Regions from separate parts of the Ostrinia nubilalis genome. Here region 2 is linked to region 1. A link is a contact called in public Hi-C data. All regions are on one chromosome and are shown on one strand. Each heading gives the region's core, a stretch centred on a gene start, on an enhancer-like site or on the middle of the called end of the contact. The rest is flanking DNA. Distances are from core to core; before and after follow the strand shown.

Region 1 (5,556 bases), core at 896-3,395:
AGAATATTTATTGGAAGAATTAGACATGATGTGATTACTTAAAACTTGACACTAAGTAATGGTGGTTACTTAAACTCAATTGCAGAATGAGGTTCTCTCGTTGCAGTAATGAATATTTATTTTTACACCCGTTCAATGCATTTATACTCACTTTCTGAGTTGTTTCGCTAATCTGTTTGTTTTCACCACTTGGCTCTGAGTCGTAATAACCGATGGTCACGGCAAATTTCTGAAGAGCTACATATAATTCCAATTCGCTTTTAATAGCAAAGGTATCCAAAGAATAAATATACTGGACAGTGCTTAGCGATGCACCTAGAAAGTCAATGCTCTTTAACACTTCCGTAGTTCTAGTCTTTATAAACTACAAAAGAAAAAGCAAAGATTAAGAATAAGAATAAATTTATTACAAAACTTAGATAGATTAGGGTTTAACACTTCCAACTATCAAATCAAATAAATAAGTTACTCACATTTTCGGTCGCTTTCAACAATTCTTTTTCATCATACTTCACAGCAAATTCATATGCAGAACAACAATCTTCTGGATTTAATTCACGCAAAATATATTGTATGCACAGTTTTTGTAGTTGTACCAACTTATATTTTTTAGCCGCGTCATATAGATCACTGGCATCGCAAAATGACTTCGGGTCTATAGTGTCAGTGTATATGTACCTGAAATAATTTTACAAATTGTTGGATCATTTTAATAAAAAAAAAAAATCTGAAACATTACGACCAGCAGAACAGAGTAAAATGAAAAAAAGTGTTTATAATAGCACAATAAATTATAATCAAAATGATGTTATGCAAAAACCTATTAAATTAGCGTTTTTTTCTCTAACATAGGTACACTTAGCTATATTCATCATAATTTTTTATTTGAAATTTCATTTTTAAGGTTAGCTTACTTTTACTATTAATTAGATTAGAATTTAATCTTCAAAGACAGCTCGTCCTATGTGGCGTCCGTTTTCGTTATAAAAATATTTTTTTACAGATACCAATTTAAAAAAAAAATCTTAGCCTTTTCTATTACATTATTATAATAATAGCTAAATGTTGTTTTATTCTACCCTATAAAATTTGAATTTGTGGTTCTTTAAAAATTCGAAATATGTTAGTATGGTAAAATGAATTTTCGTAAAATCCTCTATACAAAACGCTTATTTCATAGGTGAAGACCTAATAATATTAGTACCTATACATAATAATTATAAGAAGAATAAAAGTTAGTTTAGCTAGATTAATCGCAATAGGGCCCGACATACCTATGTATTACATAATATATTTTGGTAATGGGTATTCTATATTTTATATAATTATTATATGGCGGACAAATTAATAAAGGTAAGTAAAACACTTACTGTTCAATACTTACTTTATCATTTCAAAAAAAGTATCACGCTGTACGTCAGTTATTTTCATAGGTTTAATAGTTTCTGGTCCGCTAAAGAACATGGCGGCAAACACCGGCGAGGCTACAGCGAGCACCAGTTTGTGAGCTACCACCGATCGCTCGCTATCATCAAATAAAAAAAGACAATCTCTCCAGGTATCAGCATAGTACAAATTCTTTATTCTTGTTTTAACGTCTTTGCTTTCCAGTTGCCAATCCCCCATCACTCTCAGCAACTTTGTCTAAAAAAAATATAGGAAAAAATGTTATTAAAACTTTTAAGAACATATTTAGGATGGGTAAGTTACCCACAGTGGAGAATAATAATGATTATAAGTAGAATTTTACTTTAAGAAATATTTAAGTAGGTACCTACATAATTATTAGGTATCAAAAATAAAATAGAACAAAATTCGTTCAGAATACGTTTTTTTCTGTAGGGTAGTTAGCTAATTACTCATAATCAAGACACAATCACGATAAGTAGTAATAGTTATGCTTGCATTACAAAAAACAAACGTTATTAAAGGATTTGAGTCTTAAATAAATACTTACTCCATAGTTTTTTGGATCACATTGGGTTACCGTAAACTTAACCGTAAAACCACTCATTTTTGTAGTACTCAGAATTTTATTGTTATTATTAATAATTCACTTGTTTTCGTTATCAACTGTTGCCTAAAACAAAATTCGTTGTAGTAATATTTTTTAAGATCACCAAATTACTTTTATGAAATACCAACTCGTAAGTAACAACCGCGTGGTGATTATGCAGATTTGAATTTAAAATGAAAAATCCCTCCTCCTCTTAAATTTTTCTAACCATAGACAAATCAAAGAGAAAGTGATACTCATTACCAAATTACCAATTAGCAATTTTAGGGTATCGATAAATATTCTTAAATGAGCTATTATTATATTTAAAAATAAAACAAAAATAACACTGGGCCTATAAAATTGGACACCCAATTTACCATTTTTTAATGCAAATATTTTTTTTTAAATTTCTATTTGTCTACTGTATTATCTGTGCTACTGTTGAATGTTACGTATTAAACGACATCTAGGGACAGTCCGTTTAAGCAACGATGGTAAACAAACATGGCTACTCACCGCAAGATGGCGGTACACTACACAAAGCAGCGAGAACTCGAATTCCTAGCTCGTAGTAATACCAAGTTTAAAAATTTCATTTTAATAGGTAAAAAAACGAATTTAAAAAAATTTCAAATGTAAAATGTGGCTAAGTTTTACCATTATTCTGTGGTTTTACTTCTTACTTTCTTTAAAAAAAGCGTTTTTTAACTTAGTAACCTACCAACCCCTCCCTCGTAGTATTTTTATCACCATTATCTAAAATTCGTTCATACTACCATATTGGTAGTGACAAATTGTTACCACTACCATCAAAGACAAATCATCACAGAAGGCTAAGTTTAAGAAATAGTACCTACAGATGCGGATGTCGGCACGCGTGGTCCGCGTGAGGGCTTACAATCTCACTCATATCATCCCTTTCTATGATCTGAGGCTTACATAGTGTGAGTTTACATTACATCAAACGTCCTCATTAGTGAGCGCGTTAAAAAAATATACGAAAATATTAGTTCTTCAAAGTTTCCGCTAGGGGCGCTGTAATCACAAACATTACTATGAGGTCTCACAGTGCGCGTGGACTTACAAGGTGACACACGAACCAATCACAAAGCTCTATTCAACACTGTGCGTTCGATTTGCTGCTTAAGCAAGACGTATCGTTTGTGAATACGGGCGTCAGTGTCTTTTTTTACGCGCTCACTAGTGACGACGTTTGATAATATAAACTCACACTAGGTACGCCCCCTGCTGGTTGCACGCAGGACAAAGATTTCGTACTGTGTACCCGCAGCCAATCCACGTTTAAAAAAAACATGTAAGTATGAAATAATTATAATTAAATGCATATTCAATCCCCACAAGTGCCGAAATCCGCATCACAGGAAAAAGGCACTCATGACACAAAAACAGTTGCATCATCAGTATTGAGGTTTAGAAAATTAAATATTAATATTATGTTAAAATATTTCTAATAATTAAGTAATTTAATTTATAAAATACATTTGCTCACAGTCAGAAATCCCCACATCAGTAGCGATTTGAGTCACGTACCTAATAAATAATGACACATTCAGGTCAGTGATAAATTATAAATATGGTAGACCACAGCAGTAACTTTTATACTTACATGGATGATTTTTCATAAAAATTTTCACCCATGGATTGGGAGAAAAACTACTTAAGCTGCAGTTTTTTCAGCAAACAAGCAGGAAAAAAGTAGGAAAGTATTATTTATTTGACTTTATATTTAACTCTTGCTGTTGTCAATATTGCCATTTCAACTGTGGTTATGACATTTTACCATTATTACTTTTAGCCACTCCCAACTTTCGTTCTTTTATTGATCGGAACAATTTCTCTTACAATGGAATATTTTTACTATTGTTCCTGCATTTGTGCCACGCCATTTGTTGCCCCACATCTTTGCAATACCTACATTTTAGCAGTTGTTTATTTTTTTCACTTAAGTTTTGATCTTCTCTCGTGAGGGTTGCAACAGCTATTTTTTATCAACTTCACCTCAGGGTCACAACCCTGATGTCAATGTCAATTTATGAGCCACAGGACATCGATAAGGTCAAAACGGTGCAACATACTTAAATGATCAAAAATAATACCTACTTGCAATTTTAATGTTGGATCCAAAACAAGCAACTCAAGTGACAATTTAAAATTTTAACATGTTAATATGTAAAAAAATCCTACTATTTACTTGGACAACAAGTTCATTTTTAATATCTCTTAAAGGCGAACGACGACTAACTAACTAACGGCTTTTGACTACAACAGCTCAGTACCTCTAGTAGGAAAAACTTTCGAGTTCGTTTCGTTGCGTATTCAAAGTGTCATCGAAAAATTTTGTATGAAAAATTAAACAGCGCCCCCTATATTATAGCCGCCCTAGGGGGCGCTGTTTAATTTTTCATACAAAATTTTTCGATGACACTTTGAATACGCAACGAAACGAACTCGAAAGTTTTTCCTACTAGAGGTACTGAGGACTACAATTTGTGATAGAACGGGATTAATTTTATTACAAAATTTATGTTATAGGATTTTGTAACATCGTAATAACTTTAATAAAGAAAAAACCGCATTCTAAAGGTATAAAAATATGTTTATTGTATTTAGTCGATCGAATAGAAGGGACTCGGTTCCCATGCACATAATTTTGTATTTATGCCGAGGACTTCGCCGTTTTAAGGGTGACAGATCATGTGTGGGTATGGACAGGCCTATGATTACACTTCAAGCAAATATCTACCTAATTTCTACGCAGATAGATCCTTAACTTTCTGGAGTTTATTCACAACCAAATGTCGGTGACAACAGTTTTCTTAGAAATCATCCAAAAAGAATTATTTGTTTACAAAAAAGTAAGATTAATGTTAGAGGAGGTGTGAAGTGTTCTAAAGCTTGTCAAAGGTTCTCAGAATAAGTAATTATTGTAATTTACGAAGAGGTTTTGGATTTTAAGACAAACGAATAGTGACTGAGTTTCTTGCGCTGCTTCTTCTCAGCACTCTACATTTCTTGTCCCGAAGCAGTGATAGGGTTAATACTGGGACGTGTAAAAGTGCTTTTTAAAAGCCTATTTGCAAAAATAAATGAGTTTTGAGAGTTTTTTTTAGTTTTACCAAGTGTGTAATACGAGTATTAGATTAATGTTAGTAAGGTGTATAATTTTATTTATGAAATATTGATAAAATTTTCTTTTCAATTTTGTTGTTGTATAATACTTATAATTTTACAAGTAAGGCTAGCCGTGGTTCACTATAAAAGTACCTTACTGAAGTCAACAATTTTTTTTACTTTGATTTTTTTGGGATGGTCTGTCCTAAAAACTTTTCTAGTTGTTCTTGTCAAAACTTTCTAATAAAAATATAGATTTAAATAAGTTCAAGTTGACAGACGTTTTTTCGTTGTAATAACATATCCAACTGATAGAGATAAAAACAGGTAGCGATAGAATTGATATTTTTGGATTTTTTACCTAATGATGGATGGTTCAGTCTGGTCCCTTTTTTGTACAACATTTTTTAGATAAGTTAAAAAAT
Region 2 (5,900 bases), core at 3,002-5,501, 970 kb before region 1:
ACAAACGCAGCACCAAGATCCGAACTTGAAGAACCTTACTCCCGGGGTGATGTCCATGGCCTTTCTGAACCTGACGTTGGTGAAGCCATAAATGAGAGGGTTGATGGCACTATTCGTGTACATCAAGTAGTTAGCTGCGAACCACATCGCGTCGTAGCTGCCTTCTACCTATGTAAATACAAGAACGATCATTTTAAATAACATCATCACGGGTCATTTAGTTTGCATTATTAGGAGCCCTTTTTACCACTTAATTTACGAGAGTCACAATCAAAGTACCTAGTTCCTACTTTGAAATAGGAAAACGTCGCAAAAAGTTGGTCAGAAAGAGAATACCTACTGAGATAGAACTCTTAAATTAACTTTTAATCAGTTTCAGATTTTAGATGGTCCTAAATTCGGCAAAAACTGTTTCAGAGCAAACTATTGTTATGAAGAGAGATGGTATTTTTACCCATTAACGAAGTGTATCTTTATCATTAAAAATTACAATTTCTTACCGAATTCACTTCATTAGGCAGCCGGTTTCTCCAATAGATGAGCACGGTGTACGGGATCCTGCATATGACTGCCGTCATCAGAACACACGCTGTGATCCTCATAGCCCTCTTCTTAGCTCTGGTCACTGATTGACCTCCACCCCTTGCTTTTAGCTTACGGGCACTACATTCTAGACGCCACATTATTGCACCATACTGGAAACAATAATTTATTTTAACGATTCCACTGTATCAAGAGATTCTTGAACTGATAATTATGTTGTTGTATTGGTAGTATTGGTACTTACAGTAATAACCATCAAGCCGAGCGGAATCCATACAAGGAAAGATAAGGTAAAATGCCAGTAAATTCCCAATACTTTTACATCTTCGACACAGTATTTTTCGAGAAAATTCTTCCATTGTCTCTCCTGCAAAATTTTCAAAGGTTAATGTCTCATTATAATTTATTTTTACTTTACCCTCGCCTTTATATCCCTATCTATCCAGTAAATGGATGCTGAAATACAGTATCTGTTTTATTCTATTCATCTATAATATCGACTACTTATTCAAGTATTTTATTATTTTTCTTACTAAGTACAATAAAATTGGTCTTAAATTATGCTGATGATACTGACCGTGTACTCCCTATTGATGATCCATGGAAGTGAGAGGAGTATAGAAACGAACCAAGTGATGAAGATCAGCTTCGGTGCGAAGGACCTGGTGACCCTCGCATCAGAGGTCAATGCTGCTGCCGCCATTCGGTCGTAGGAGACCAGCATCACCGCACCTACGCCCGCTAGAAGTAAGGACGCTGGAAAGATCCGTCAGGAGTTAGATGATGATTACCAGAATATGAAAGTTAAAAGGAATGAGAAAATGGAAGGTAAGGATAGTCATGGTAGTATTTGAAAATGTATTGTCAGTGAATATAAAGATCAATAATATTGTGAAACCAAAACCAAATTGCAAATTGACATAGAAACTTAGCAATCACTGCTTTAGATAAGTAGAAGAATTTAATATGATATGTAAATGTATCCATAGCTGGGCACCGTTAATCAAATAGTTAACTTCGTTAATCGTTAAACTAGTGATGACAACAGAGGGCGCATCGGCGGGGGAGCGCGGGGTCCCCGCGCCTACACATAAATACGCTGCCGCAACCGCGGCCGCCGCTCACTCACTCCGTACGACCATCGCGCGCGCATCTTAATTTAATCTTGTAATATAACCAGTTCAAAAATACAGTTTTTCATTATAAATCTCCTGTAGGGTTCGAAGTTAGGCTCAACTTAGACCTACGGGGAACAAAACCGTTAATAAAAAAATTAACTTCGTTAAACGTTAAAACGTTACATTTAGCAAGATTTAACGCAAGTTAACGTTAATCGTTAATCCGTTAACACATTATAATAAAACGAAAAAAATAATTGTATGCAAGGTTCAAATAATTTCGAAAGCTTGTATCGCGCATGGAATTTATTCCTCTTTTTAGCCAGACAGTTTTGACAGTTCCAACTCCTTGCCAGACAGTTTTTTTAGGATAGCTGCCAAACCCACGATGACCCAAACTTCAGAATCCACCAACATTCTAATTTATATTGGGAGCATACGCTGACAAACTTTCAGCTTTTATAAAATGACGTTGGTCTGGCGTTCACCAGCTCTTAGTCTATAGTATCTCAATCTCAGAGCCTTGGTTCAATTACAATACAATTTAGCACCAATGTGCTCGAAAAGACAAATCCAACAAACCCAAACTCGATAAGTTTCCACCGTTTCATTTAGGAATTCCTATGGCCACCTCCTGACTCCATCATCAGGACCCTGGACATCATCTAGTACTAAAGTGCTCGAAAAGACAAATCCAACGAACCCAAATTCGATGCGATTCCGCCGTTTCATTTAGGATTTCCTATGGCCGCCTCCTGACTACATCATCAGACCAGCTCAATGGTACCACAACACAACATTGCATTTTCATCGTACTTACATAAGTATACCAAATTGCAGCTCAATCGGTTGAAATTCAGTTGCAAGATTTGTCCCACACATACTAACAAGTGAAGTCAATTATAAGCTTGTAAATTTATATAAAAAAAATGCATTTTTTATATCGTTCCTTTCTGGTTACAAAAACTGTTGTTTTGGGTTCTGGAAGTTCTGGAATCCCGAACGTACTTGTCAGAACGCGTTTTTCTAGTGTTTTTTTTAAATAAATAAATAAATAAATAAATAAATAAATAAATAAATAAATAAATAAATAAATAAATAAATAAATAAATAAATCTTTTTGGTAAATAATAGGTACTGGATTAACAATTAACGGACTTAGGATAATTTAACGGAAGTTAACGAGTCCGTTAACATTTTTTAAAGTTAACTTAAAAGTTAATCCGTTAATAGAAATGTTAACTTCGTTAATTAACGAGTTTATGCCCAGCTATGAATGTATCTTACAACAATGTAATCTAAAAGCTGGAGAGAGTCTTAAATCAGTAGTGGCCGTCCTGTGACTGAAACGATGATAAAGAATATGAATCTGAAATGTTCATCAACCTTTTTTGATACACACCTTGCATAAAGCCCTCAAACTGGCAGCCGAAAGTCTTCAACACGTAGTTCTGGTAGAAGTCCCTGACCAGCATGAACCACGGGCAGAAGAGCAGAGTCACCAGGTCCACCAGCGCCAGGTTGCCGATGAGCATGTTGCTGGCACACCAGAGCCATCTATGGGTTATGTTTTAGTTTATGATAACCAAAATAACTTTTACGAACTCAAAATCACTGCTTATTTTCAAAAATCCATCAGTGTATTTTGCATCCAATATTTTATATAAGTAGGTAGGTACAGGTTATTGACATTAGTCTAGTAAAGATAATAATGAAAAATCCAAAAATAAGTTAAGGCAGAATGGTTAAATTATCAAATATTTTTTGGCCATTGTACGTTGTGTAATGATAGGTCTGTTTCAATAAATAAAATCACTGCCTCCTGATAAAAAAAACTAACTTGTTACGAATAAGAATAATAAGGATGATGGAGTTGAAAAATATCCCAGAGATTCCGATGACCAGCATGGCGATGGTCTTGACGGCGATCTCTTGGGGGGGCTTGATGATCCACAGCACGTTGGGGAAGTCATGCTGCGTTGTGTCCCACTGAAAAGAAAATTGGCGGCCTTTTTGTTAATTTGAAAAAAAAAAAAACTTTCTAAACTTTCGCCTCTCCTTCCTAAAAAAAGTGGATGGATGCTGAGTAAAACATAATATACCTTTTGTGTACAGCTTATCAGACTATGGTTATACTTTTTGAATTCAAGCGTAGATAGAAATAACGACTAAGTTTGTATACGTACAGAAGTTAGGTACATCCACCCTACTCGAATGTTGTTTCATTACATTCATGTCAATAATAAGTTTTAAGAGTACCTTAATCTTGTGTTAACTTTGGCTTAAGCTTAAACTTAACTTTAAATCGTAATTTTAAAGATAGAGCTTTTTCGAGTTATTTTAATCATCAGACAATGATAAAAATTATCAGTAAGTAAAGTACCTACCTACCTACTTAACGTTAACGTTGGTTTATTATTACCAAAAAATAACTCGGTACTTTACAAACTTCACCAGTTAGGTACTTATATTTCTTTAAAGAAATGGCATTCACGTAGTAAAATAAATCAGAACTTACGTTGAGCAAGTCGTCTTCATCCAAATCCATGGTCCAATGCTCCCAAAAAGACGGACGCCACATTCAAAAACCATGACGGAATGGCAAGTGCTATCTGCCACTCGAGATAATATGCAGTAGTCCATTACCATGAAAGCTTTTTTATCTTTATGATTGATTGTGTCAAAATATTCGACCGATTCGCTTTGGGAAGGTCGAAGCTTTAGCGTAGTAATAATACTCGTATAGCTGGAAAAACCTAACAATTCGTTTGAAAGTAACTGTTTACTTAATCTTTTACAGTAAAAGTTCACAATAAAAATTGTTTACTTACTTACATTGTATTTCCAATTAAGAATACATTTTTCTGCAGTCGGATAAGAGAGGTAGTACTTTTTTTGCCAAATAGTGACATCTAGTAGTTGTATACGAAACTTTTTCACTAGCTTTTATTTAAGTTTTGATGCTAGGAATCTTGTTCACTGTGAAGTTGGTTCAGCTATTCGACACTAGATGGCAATGTTAGCTATCCTAGTGCAGTACCTTACCGCTAGATGACGCTGTCAAGGGATGCTGTTATTATTACTGCGTAGTGTCTTTACTAAGCGATAGATGGCGTGAATAAATATTTTGATTTAATTCATAATTTTTTCTCAGTGAAAAAAAGAATTTCTCAATCTTTGCGAATACCTACCAGTATTTTTAAAATCTTGTTAAAATCCTAGGAAATATTTTTTTTCCCAGACTAGAACAAAATAATTATTTTTGTATTGAAAACATTTTTTTATGGAGAATGGACAAACAATTAATGTTGAAAGATGATAAAAATACTGTGGATTATCATCATCACTATATCTGCCTAACCTACATCTTTAGTGATGTGATGTGAGTAAAAATAATAGAGGGGTCAAAGAAATCGCAGGTTTACCTATTTTTCTAACATGTTCAAGCGCCGATTCTACACAAATGACCATAATTTACTACAATTTGACATTGAGCTTATCCAGTAATCTTAATGCCACACATCTAAACGACATTTTTATGAGTGTCATGTGAAAACCAAGACAATAAAATAAACTTCATTATAATGCAGTTAACTTGAATGTTTGGGAGTCACTTATGTGTAGATAAGACGCTTGAATGTATTTATAAACTGTGCTCATGTTTGCATACACAATCAAATATAATGGCTGGCGATCATGAACTTTAAGAAAGCTACCTGACGACCTGTTTTCATCAAACTTACCTTTTTCAGTTTTATTTTTTAATAATTATCTGTGTTGCACAAATTACTAATGGCCACGTTAACCTCTCGTAAGTAAAATAGAAATATTGCCTATTACCAATAGGTTTACCACAAATAGTCAAGCGGCGACGGGGTTCGAACCTGTGTTTCGTAGGAACGCGAGTCGGTCAGTCAGACACCTTTACCGTTCGGCTACATAAAAGTACCAGATAACACTCACTGAAAGCCATCGTAAGCAGGTACCTATAGATTTAATTAGCTAAATGGCTCCTAATAACAGTAAACAAAAACCAGTTAAAAGATATCTGGAAGTACATAATTAGTCTAACTTATTCGACTCCATTAAAACAATGAGAAACACCCACAGTCTTCCATTTTTCATACTCTTACTCCATGCATTTCATACAGATTCGCCGCAACTTTTTCCACGACACTCGCAAGCCACTGTCGGCTTTAATTTCTTCGAATTAGGTTACTTACACATCTCAAATCCCTT

Evidence for each region. Hi-C and Micro-C count contacts between places; a contact is called where the count stands out from the background.
Region 2: a Hi-C map of whole body shows a contact between it and region 1, with 4 times the contacts expected there. The contact joins the promoter of LOC135078965 here to the promoter of LOC135078511 in region 1. A contact is called at or near these places in 2 of 5 Hi-C or Micro-C datasets (both in whole body).

Annotation. Positions count from the first base shown.
Region 1 is chr15:11,149,187-11,154,742 of ilOstNubi1.1, reverse strand. It overlaps LOC135078511, which reads right to left and starts at 2,145. Exons shown (of 9, transcript XM_063973052.1): 1 at 1,958-2,145; 2 at 1,385-1,644; 3 at 474-678; 4 at 152-364. The coding sequence starts at 2,014.
Region 2 is chr15:12,121,688-12,127,587 of ilOstNubi1.1, reverse strand. It overlaps LOC135078965 (neuropeptide receptor 22), which reads right to left and starts at 4,251. Exons shown (of 8, transcript XM_063973564.1): 1 at 4,180-4,251; 2 at 3,502-3,650; 3 at 3,064-3,218; 4 at 1,121-1,299; 5 at 788-910; 6 at 501-695; 7 at 1-168. The coding sequence starts at 4,242.